Regions from separate parts of the Mus musculus genome. Here region 1 is linked to region 2. The links are chromatin contacts, called in public HiChIP or PLAC-seq maps. All regions are on one chromosome and are shown on one strand. Each heading gives the region's core, a stretch centred on a gene start, on an enhancer-like site or on the middle of the called end of the contact. The rest is flanking DNA. Distances are from core to core; before and after follow the strand shown. Region 1 overlaps Vti1a (vesicle transport through interaction with t-SNAREs 1A). Region 2 overlaps Vti1a (vesicle transport through interaction with t-SNAREs 1A).

Region 1 (3,984 bases), core at 760-3,259, 150 kb before region 2:
TCGAGGCGTGCATGTAAAAGCCAGTCTATTCCTTGCAAGTCAAAGCCCCAGAAGCTGGTCAGAGTAGAGGCTAAGCTGCTTTTGGTGAGGAGAATGAATGTGTTACCAGTGCAGTTGGTGCGCTCGCCCTCCCCCCCCACCCCACCCCCCCGCCTCCGCCCCTCTCTCTCCACTAGCTGGAAAGGAGTGGTTTTGCTCCTGTTTTAATAGTTTTACTACACACTTATGAATCTACAAGTGTGCCATCCCGTATGTGCGCAACGCTGAGTGGTCTTGAATTGGCGGTAGCTTTAGGCTGTGCCTATTTACTTTTGGTATACAGTATTCTAGCGGGTGAGCCTTCCTTCGCAGCTGGTGAATATTTACTTCTGAGTTCTTGTTTTTCTAGTGTTGCTGAGAATGGCCTGGTGTCCAGCCTCTTGTCAGTACCTCACAGGGGTTTTTCTTGAGGTCTGCAGAACACATTGCAGCTGAAGCTTATGAGTATTGGTACCCAGGTCCCTCACTTCCTAATGTATTTTTGTTTGTTCAAAAGCGTCGTGTTTGGGGAGCATGCCTGTGAGGCAGGCTTTGTGCAGTCTCCACCACCTGGTTCCTTAAATGTCTTCTCCCTTGACTATGTTCTCAGCTCTGAGGTACAGATACACCCACAGAGTGAAGCAGAGACAACACAAACCCTCCAGTAAGCTGTCCAGGAACCCAGGGTCATCCCCCAGCTTGCATCTCTCCCATGGCTTCCACACATTCCCGTCAAGGGCTAAGCACTGCTCAGTGCATGCAGGTGGGTTCAGGTGGCCCCTGCCAGGTGATGGCTTCACTTGCAATCCTGATGAGACAATGGTTAGAAGAGAGACACTCTTAGCAGAAACTGACTGCAAACCCTGATGTGAACTATGCATTCCTTTCAGCAGTAAGCTGAGTCAGCACTGTATATCAAGAGGGGAAACTACCAACTTACGGCGCGGCCTGCCCCTAGGCTGGAGGCTCCCTGGATCGGATGGGTGTATTAAGTACATTTTGATTTGTGATATTTTCACATTACGAAGGGCCTCAGTTGAGGAGCATTTGCACGGTGGAATGTGGTGTGCGAGTTTTGACAGGCTTGGCCTGCTCCATCTTCAACTTCTCTTTTCAAGGAATGCAGCTTTTCTGAGTCATGTGACTACAGAGCAAAATGTGTTGGTGAGAAGCTGTGGAGGTGGCAGCACCTGGTGGCCCTTGTGACAAATCTGCAGACAGGCCCGTGGACCTCTGCCTGTGTGTCTGCCTAAGAGTTCCTTGCTTGCTTCCTACACGACTTAGAACTGGATCAGAAGTGCCACACTGTTCTCGGGCCATCAATTAGTAGTATTTAGTTTAAAAAAAATAAAGCCAGGCAGACTTATACCACCAGAAAATGAGTCAACTTTGGCCATTTTATGCAACAGTCAAGACTGGTCTTTGTAGTAATTGGGTCACACGGAAGTTGAGTGAGTTAACTCTAACTCCAAGGCTAGGGATATATTTAAAGCACATAAGATAAAAGCATTTCCTAAAATATATTCCCCTGGCAGAGACAGACTGATATCAACAGTTCAGTTTTTCCACCCCTCTCCAAGTGCATTTACTTCACCAAGGTGCCTCAGAAGAAGCAGGCGTCCTTTGTGGGTGATGTCCCTGTGCACCGTCACCCAGGCTACTTGTTCTCAGGACAAGAAACAAAGCTTAGTGAGCAGTGAGAGCGTCCCTGCGTCTCTGCCATGGACCATGAGTTTGAAGAAATCCAGGTTGGCTCAGGGAACACACACACACACGCTAACCAGCACTCCTGTAAGTGAGTGAGTCACCCACTGTACAAATGAAACAGAACTGATGGAAAGAGCTTTTATTGCCCTCCACTGAGAAACTAACCACCTGAGACAAAAGGGCTCAGCCTCTCTGGCAGCCAGTCTTCTCCAAGCAAAGTTCTCATGCAACCCTGAAGGGAATTACTGGATGACTAAGCTACACGGTGCATGCGGATGTGCCATGGGAAGGACCTGTGTGGGTGATGTTGCCCCAAGGCAGACATGTCAGCTGTCTGCAGTGGAAGGGTACTTTGGAAGAGATCCTAGCATAGAGTCTACCTCAGTTAGCCTGGTGGCCTTCAATAAGTCCCTTGTTCTTCTTTGGCCTCAGTTTCTCAACATATGAAATGAGGCACGGGGGCATGTTATTCTCCTTAGGTCCCCTCTTGTTGTCTTGGCCTATCACATCCTCTACATAGGAAGGTATTGGTTCAGGGAAACTGCAGTCTGGGTACTGGAGAGCCACTGTGCCTGCATTTCCTAGGAGCTTCTCAAAGAGCAGCCTGGTGAAACGGTGAGGTCGACGGACACCACACAGGGGGTCCTGTGCGCCTGTGTAGGTGGCAGTGCCTGAGCTCAGCTACTCCGTAGGAACCCAGGTTCTCATGTACTCTTTTTTTGAAGCACTTCCTCTCAGCTAACCCAGGCCTCTAAGGAGGAACAAAGAACAATCAGGCCCAACCCAAGGCTGCCGTGACCGATATTTATTTTGATCCCTGACTAATAGTCTCTAGTTTTATTCTAGGTGTCACAAGAGAAAAGGAGAACAAGGCAACTACAGCTAGCAAAGTTTCTGTGGTAAATGACAAAGCAGCGGCCCTCGGGGCCCCGCACACAAGGTGAGGACCGTCCGAGAGTGTTTCTGAGCATTTTCCTTTCAGGGGAGCTTTGGAGGCCAGGAAGCATCCCAGGAAGGAGGCTGGAGGAGGACGCGGACGGACTTCTCTGTATTAGTGAGTCAAGTGCAGACTGTCTGTCTTGATTCAAGCTTGGACTCGGCCCCTTGGTGGCTCTGTGGTCAGGCAGCCCAGATGGCCATGAAACTCTCCGACTGTTCAGATATAAAATGAAATAGCACCAGAGGGGTCGTGTGTGTGGGGGGGGGGGGGTCAAAGGAGATAAGCAATGTAAACGTGTTGTCGCAGGGACTCAGTCTTGCTAAGAATGGGACTATTATGATTAATGCATTTTTATCATGCAACCTTCTATTTCAGGACTATGAGAAAGTGACCCCTTGGTTTCTTTAGTAGGAAAGTCGAGCACAGCCGAGGTCAGAGCCATCACTCATGAGAGCAGTGACTGCTGACTTTCTGAATTTTCCTTTCCCCAGGACACTTTTCCATTATAAAATGAGAAGCCAAGTCACACTTGCTCCGTGACTGTTGGCTGGGAGGTGAGGGTTGGGCTTATCAGTTCACACTCTGTAGTGTGAAAAATCCCTTTCCTATCACGGCTCTGCCACTTCCCTTATCCTGTCTTTCTTGGGGAACAAGGGGGCTTGCAAGATGCTTTACCTCCTGTTTGGTAAACACGCTTGTTCTGAGTGAGACAGTTCCGCCCGTGTGTGCAGCAGGGGCTTGCAGACATGGAGGGCTTATCAGACAGAAAGCCATTCTTCTGCAGGTGACAATGTACTGAAAGCAGAACCTGGCTGGCCAGCCCCATCTTGTGAGGAGCGTCCCACCATTTCCAAACCATGACTCTTAGCCAGTCTAGAATAAAACTAGGAGGTTTTTACTGTATTTTCTGGATGTTGGGGACAGACAGAGGCCTATGCCCAACTGTAGGTTCTCCCCCATTCTTTTTCATTACCTCTGGTGGGTGGTGGGCTAGAAGGGAGGTTAAAGTGTATAAGAACCATCATTAAAAGTAGGATTTGAAAAAAAATTAAAGTTATACTCTGGCACTATGTTCATTTGCTTATATATTTTTGTAAACCTTGTGAAAATAAGATCTATCAGCTGCAAGGTCTTAATATGTTGACCCCTCCCACCACCCTACCGCCGCCGCTGCCGCCACCCCAACCCTCCATGAAGTCTCTGCTTTATGTTGTTAGGATTGTTGTGTCTGTTGTGGTCTTCCTGGGAACCCGGGTAAGGGGAAATGAAGGTAGGGTAGTCAGTTTTGGATACAGTGGGAATCCTGGTATGCATAGCTT
Region 2 (4,022 bases), core at 1,066-3,565:
GAAAGACCTTACAATGATAAGGCCTATATACAACTACTTAAGATGAGCTAGAGAAACTATATCCTACTGTTTTGTTTTGTTTTTAACTTAAAGTTAACTACTCATTTTTTCTTATCTATCTCGGCTGGTTGTCCTTCATTTTCTTTTCATAGGCTGAGTTCCATGTGGAGACATAGAACAGTAAGATGGCACTGCACAACACCTTCAAACCCCATCAAGGCCCCAGCACACATTTACCCAACTCAGCCTACCTCATGTTCCTTCTTGACTATGGCTGTGGTGGACGCTAACTCATTTGACTGTGCATGGAAGAGCTTTGTCATCAGATTTTGCTAAAACTAACAATGCACAAACGAAGGGCAGCCATCTTCTCTCCACTGGGACGGGAGCGAGCAGCTGAGGAGTATTTCCTCCCATAACAGTGACGAGAGGCATCCTTCTATTGCCTTTATGGCATTGAGGATTCCAGCTGTGACATTTGGAACCTAATTGTGAGTGCACCTTTCGGTGGGGAATCTATGCAACGCCTGTGCTTTCCTCAAGCTTCAGAGCTCTGCCCAGTCCCATTACTGTGCAGCAAGAAGGGCACCGGCCCTTTTTCTCTGTTTGCTCTGAAGCCTTTCACTAGTGACTATTAGTATCTTAGTCTCCACCTCAGCTCTTAGTCTGATATTTAACACTTTCCTTCTTGTATATTATTGAATGTTTGGGTATTATAGCTGCATATATGTACATGAACCATGTTTGTGTTTGGTGCCCGTGGAGGTCAGAAGAAGGCACAGGCAACTGGAGTTAGGGAAGCTGGTGAATTGCAGTGTGTGTGCTTGGAATTGAACTCGGGTCCTCTCAAAAGCAGCAAGTACCCTTAACTACTGAGCTATCGTTCCAGCCCACGTTATAAGCTCCTACGGGGCAGAGAATATATAGACTGCATGCCTTTAGCATGCCTCTAGCCATGGTGATTGAGAACAACAAGGGTAAGGGCATACTAAGTCTTAACTTGTTAGGTGAATTTTGGGAAACCAGTGTTTAATCGGAATATTTATAGAGCTACAAAAACTTAAATATGTTATAAAGATACCACAAATTAGAAAAATAATAACTTTCTCTTAAATTGTATTTGAGTATTCTCATGACAACTGATTTTTATTGCTTTGAAAAGCAGTGAGTACTCCACCAATAGTGTCAGAACACATCAAACACAGATGCCACTCTGCTGCCAACCTGAGCACCTATGAGCGAACGTCACAGACAAACAGTGGGAGCACTACCCCAGACAGCCACGAAAAAACAAGCTAACGTTATGGATGTGGAGGTTCTGAGCTCAAATGTCAACGTCTGTAGAAGAATAAGATGTTTGCTCCTAAAAAACCACAGGCCATTTTTAGCCGACACAAATCAGCAGTGGCTACCCTGAACCTAAGTGCTGTAATAGCAGGATGTGTGAAATGGGGGTGCAGGAGGCGAGGGACTGGGAGCTGCGGCTTCGGGCTCTGGAGCCTTGCTGTATGTGACTGTCTGACTGCTGAGCTGTCTCTGAGGTGGGGGCTCGGTGAGCAGCAAAGGGAGAAGCAAAGGCCAGCAGGGTGTGAGGAAGCTGGGGTAGGAGACTGAGGAGGACTTCATCCTTGGCTGCTGGGATTAAGGGTCGCACACATCTCAGAATGAGCCTTTACTTTATTTGGCTGAAAAACTCACTAAGTCTCTGTTAGAAATCAGCTTCATTCGGAGCCAAGCAGAAAAAAACAATAATGCTCACTGATGCTTATTAAATTTGACTAATCATTTAAAAAAAAAACCCTCAAATTTCAAAAATTAGCTGTCCTTAGAAGTCATTTGAATTATTTTTTATTTAATTTATTTTACTTTTTTTAGATTTTTTTTTTTAAATGAAACAAGTTCACACCAGTAACAGAAAAGACCTGGAATAAGCATCAGTCTGGGAGAGGCGCAGAGCTCACCTGGATAACTTCCGGCTGCAAAAAGAACATTGCCACAGAATCTGTTTTGCATCATCCAAATGCTTGAAACAAGAACACATAATTTTAAAGGAAAAAAAAAAAAGTGTCTACACTTAGCTAGAAAGAGCAAAGTTGTGTTAGAAATAGCATCTTGTGATATTTTGGTCGGTTTCTGGTGTTTCTGGTTTTTTTTGTTTTTGTTTTTGTTTTTCAGCAATCAATATAATTATGCAGTGCGAGAGGGCGGTGTTTATGCACATTACCATTTATATAGTGTACACAAACAGGGCTGATGGACACACAGGCCTGTGGCCACATCCTTGACCTCTGCCTCCCAGGAAGCCCGTGTGCAGTCTGCAGGCTGGAGTACTGACCTCCAGCTCAGCTCTGTCTGCGGCCGGTGCCCAGTGCCCACTCTGTGCAATGAGCCTGGTCTGAGCCTCAGAAAACTGTTCCCATAAAGGAAGTCAATATGCTAATGGTCCCAAAGTAACTGGCATGGCATGATAAAAAAAGCAGACCCTCCCAAAAAAACAAACACACACACACACACACACACACACACACACACACACACACACACACACACACTCATCCGTGAAAAGCCTGATACCATATATAAAACCCTGCATCATTCCCAGTGGGTAGCTCTGGGGTCCTTTCTGGGAAACGGAGGAAGTACATTTACACCTTAAGAATATTCCACCTTGCCAAATCACACGAAAATGACAAAAGTGTTATCTTTTTTTTCCCCCCTGTGAAGAGTGTTCAGATGCCAAACTGGCACAAACATAAGTACCAAGCTGCAATGCTGCTCAGTTCAGTCAAAGCAGACGGCTTTTTAACTTTCACACCAGTGCTCTATGGCTGGCATCCTTGTAAGCAGAATGTCTGTTCCAATGGGCTGATGGCCAAAGTCCTGTTACTGTGACTCAGAGCAGCCACGTACCTCGCCCATTCACGCTGAGGACTTTGGCGGCACCACTTACACAAGCTAAGAGGTGTGAGTCAGCATTTTGTGGCGCCCATTTTCCTGTGTGTGTCCCTTATTTAACACTGGCCTGGCTCGCAGCAAGGTTCTATATTCTGTATAAGCTGGCCCACATATAATGAAAAGAAAGAGTCAAGCAGTCCCTCTTAGGAATATTACTGGTGGGTTGAAATGAAGAACCAGCCTACGATAGCATTCTAGACTATTTTGGGTAAGTCTGCTATCAAAACTCATCCAATATCAATATATCATGGTCACTTTCTTTCAAAACTCTATGGAATTAATTGTACTGTTACTGCACAGACATTTCTTTCTATGTATAACCTTCTCCTATAGAAAATTCTCTATATAAATGTATAGTGTGAAGATGTCAGTCCAACTTGCTAGACAAGAGCTACAGACCCCTATGAACCTCTGTTCCCACCTGCTGAAAAGGGCAGAGGCTCTGCCGTAGCCCACAGGTTGATGCAGAAGCACGAGGGAGAAGTGCTTGGCTGTACGATGTGCTTAGTACACAGCCTGAGAAGCTCACCCTACTGTCAATCACTACTGAGTTGTATGAAAGAACGGAGGGGAGCAAGCTGGCACAGGCAAGGGAGCTGCTGCACCATACACACGCACACGCCCAGGCACAGCAGACATGGCAAGGGAGCCACGGTAGACGCTTGGTAGTAGTAGCAAAATCCTCTATGATAATTAATAATAATGAGGTTGTGGTGAGCAGGCAGGACCAATAAAGCCAAGGATATACATGTTCCTGTCTCTTCTATCTGGGCTAACCTATGTGTTCTTCAAATATGCTGTGGACCGTAGGCAAGCAGTCTGTTCAAACCTCAGTACATCTGCCGCTCTGAAAGCTCAGCGTGAACTTTCACACAGTATGCTTTACAGACAGTAGAAGACAAGAGTACATTATATGTGACTGCCAAATGACAGGCAACTTTGGGTATTCTAGGAGGGAAAAAAAATAAGTTATTTTGGCAGCAAGAAAAAGTCCTGCCAATGTGCATCCATGTAAGTCGTCTGTCACTTTAAGAGCTGAAATAGGAAAACCTGTACCAGTTTTGTAT

What was found. HiChIP or PLAC-seq counts read pairs in DNA pulled down with a chosen protein or histone mark.
Region 1: a contact with region 2 is called in an HNF4G HiChIP or PLAC-seq map of pancreatic cancer cells. The contact joins two enhancer-like sites. A contact is called at or near these places in 1 of 15 datasets of contacts at CTCF or cohesin (pro-B cells), 2 of 484 Hi-C or Micro-C datasets (the N1E-115 cell line and nephron progenitors) and 3 of 115 datasets of contacts at active chromatin or transcription factors (embryonic stem cells, fibro-adipogenic progenitors and pancreatic cancer cells).

What each region holds. Positions count from the first base shown.
Region 1 is chr19:55,568,611-55,572,594 of GRCm38.p6, reverse strand. All of the region lies in intron 7 of Vti1a (vesicle transport through interaction with t-SNAREs 1A), which reads right to left. Among named protein-coding and RNA genes, the nearest start is that of Gm41871, 130 kb to the left of the region's middle. Within about 2 kb of position 2,009, at least 63 of the 459 cell types and tissues checked have an H3K27ac peak or open chromatin away from gene starts, as enhancers often do. A contact at or near this core is called in pancreatic cancer cells, where this site is marked.
Region 2 is chr19:55,423,009-55,427,030 of GRCm38.p6, reverse strand. The region is part of intron 5 of Vti1a (vesicle transport through interaction with t-SNAREs 1A); the gene reads right to left. Among named protein-coding and RNA genes, the nearest start is that of Vti1a, 110 kb to the right of the region's middle. Within about 2 kb of position 2,315, at least 124 of the 459 cell types and tissues checked have an H3K27ac peak or open chromatin away from gene starts, as enhancers often do. A contact at or near this core is called in pancreatic cancer cells, where this site is marked.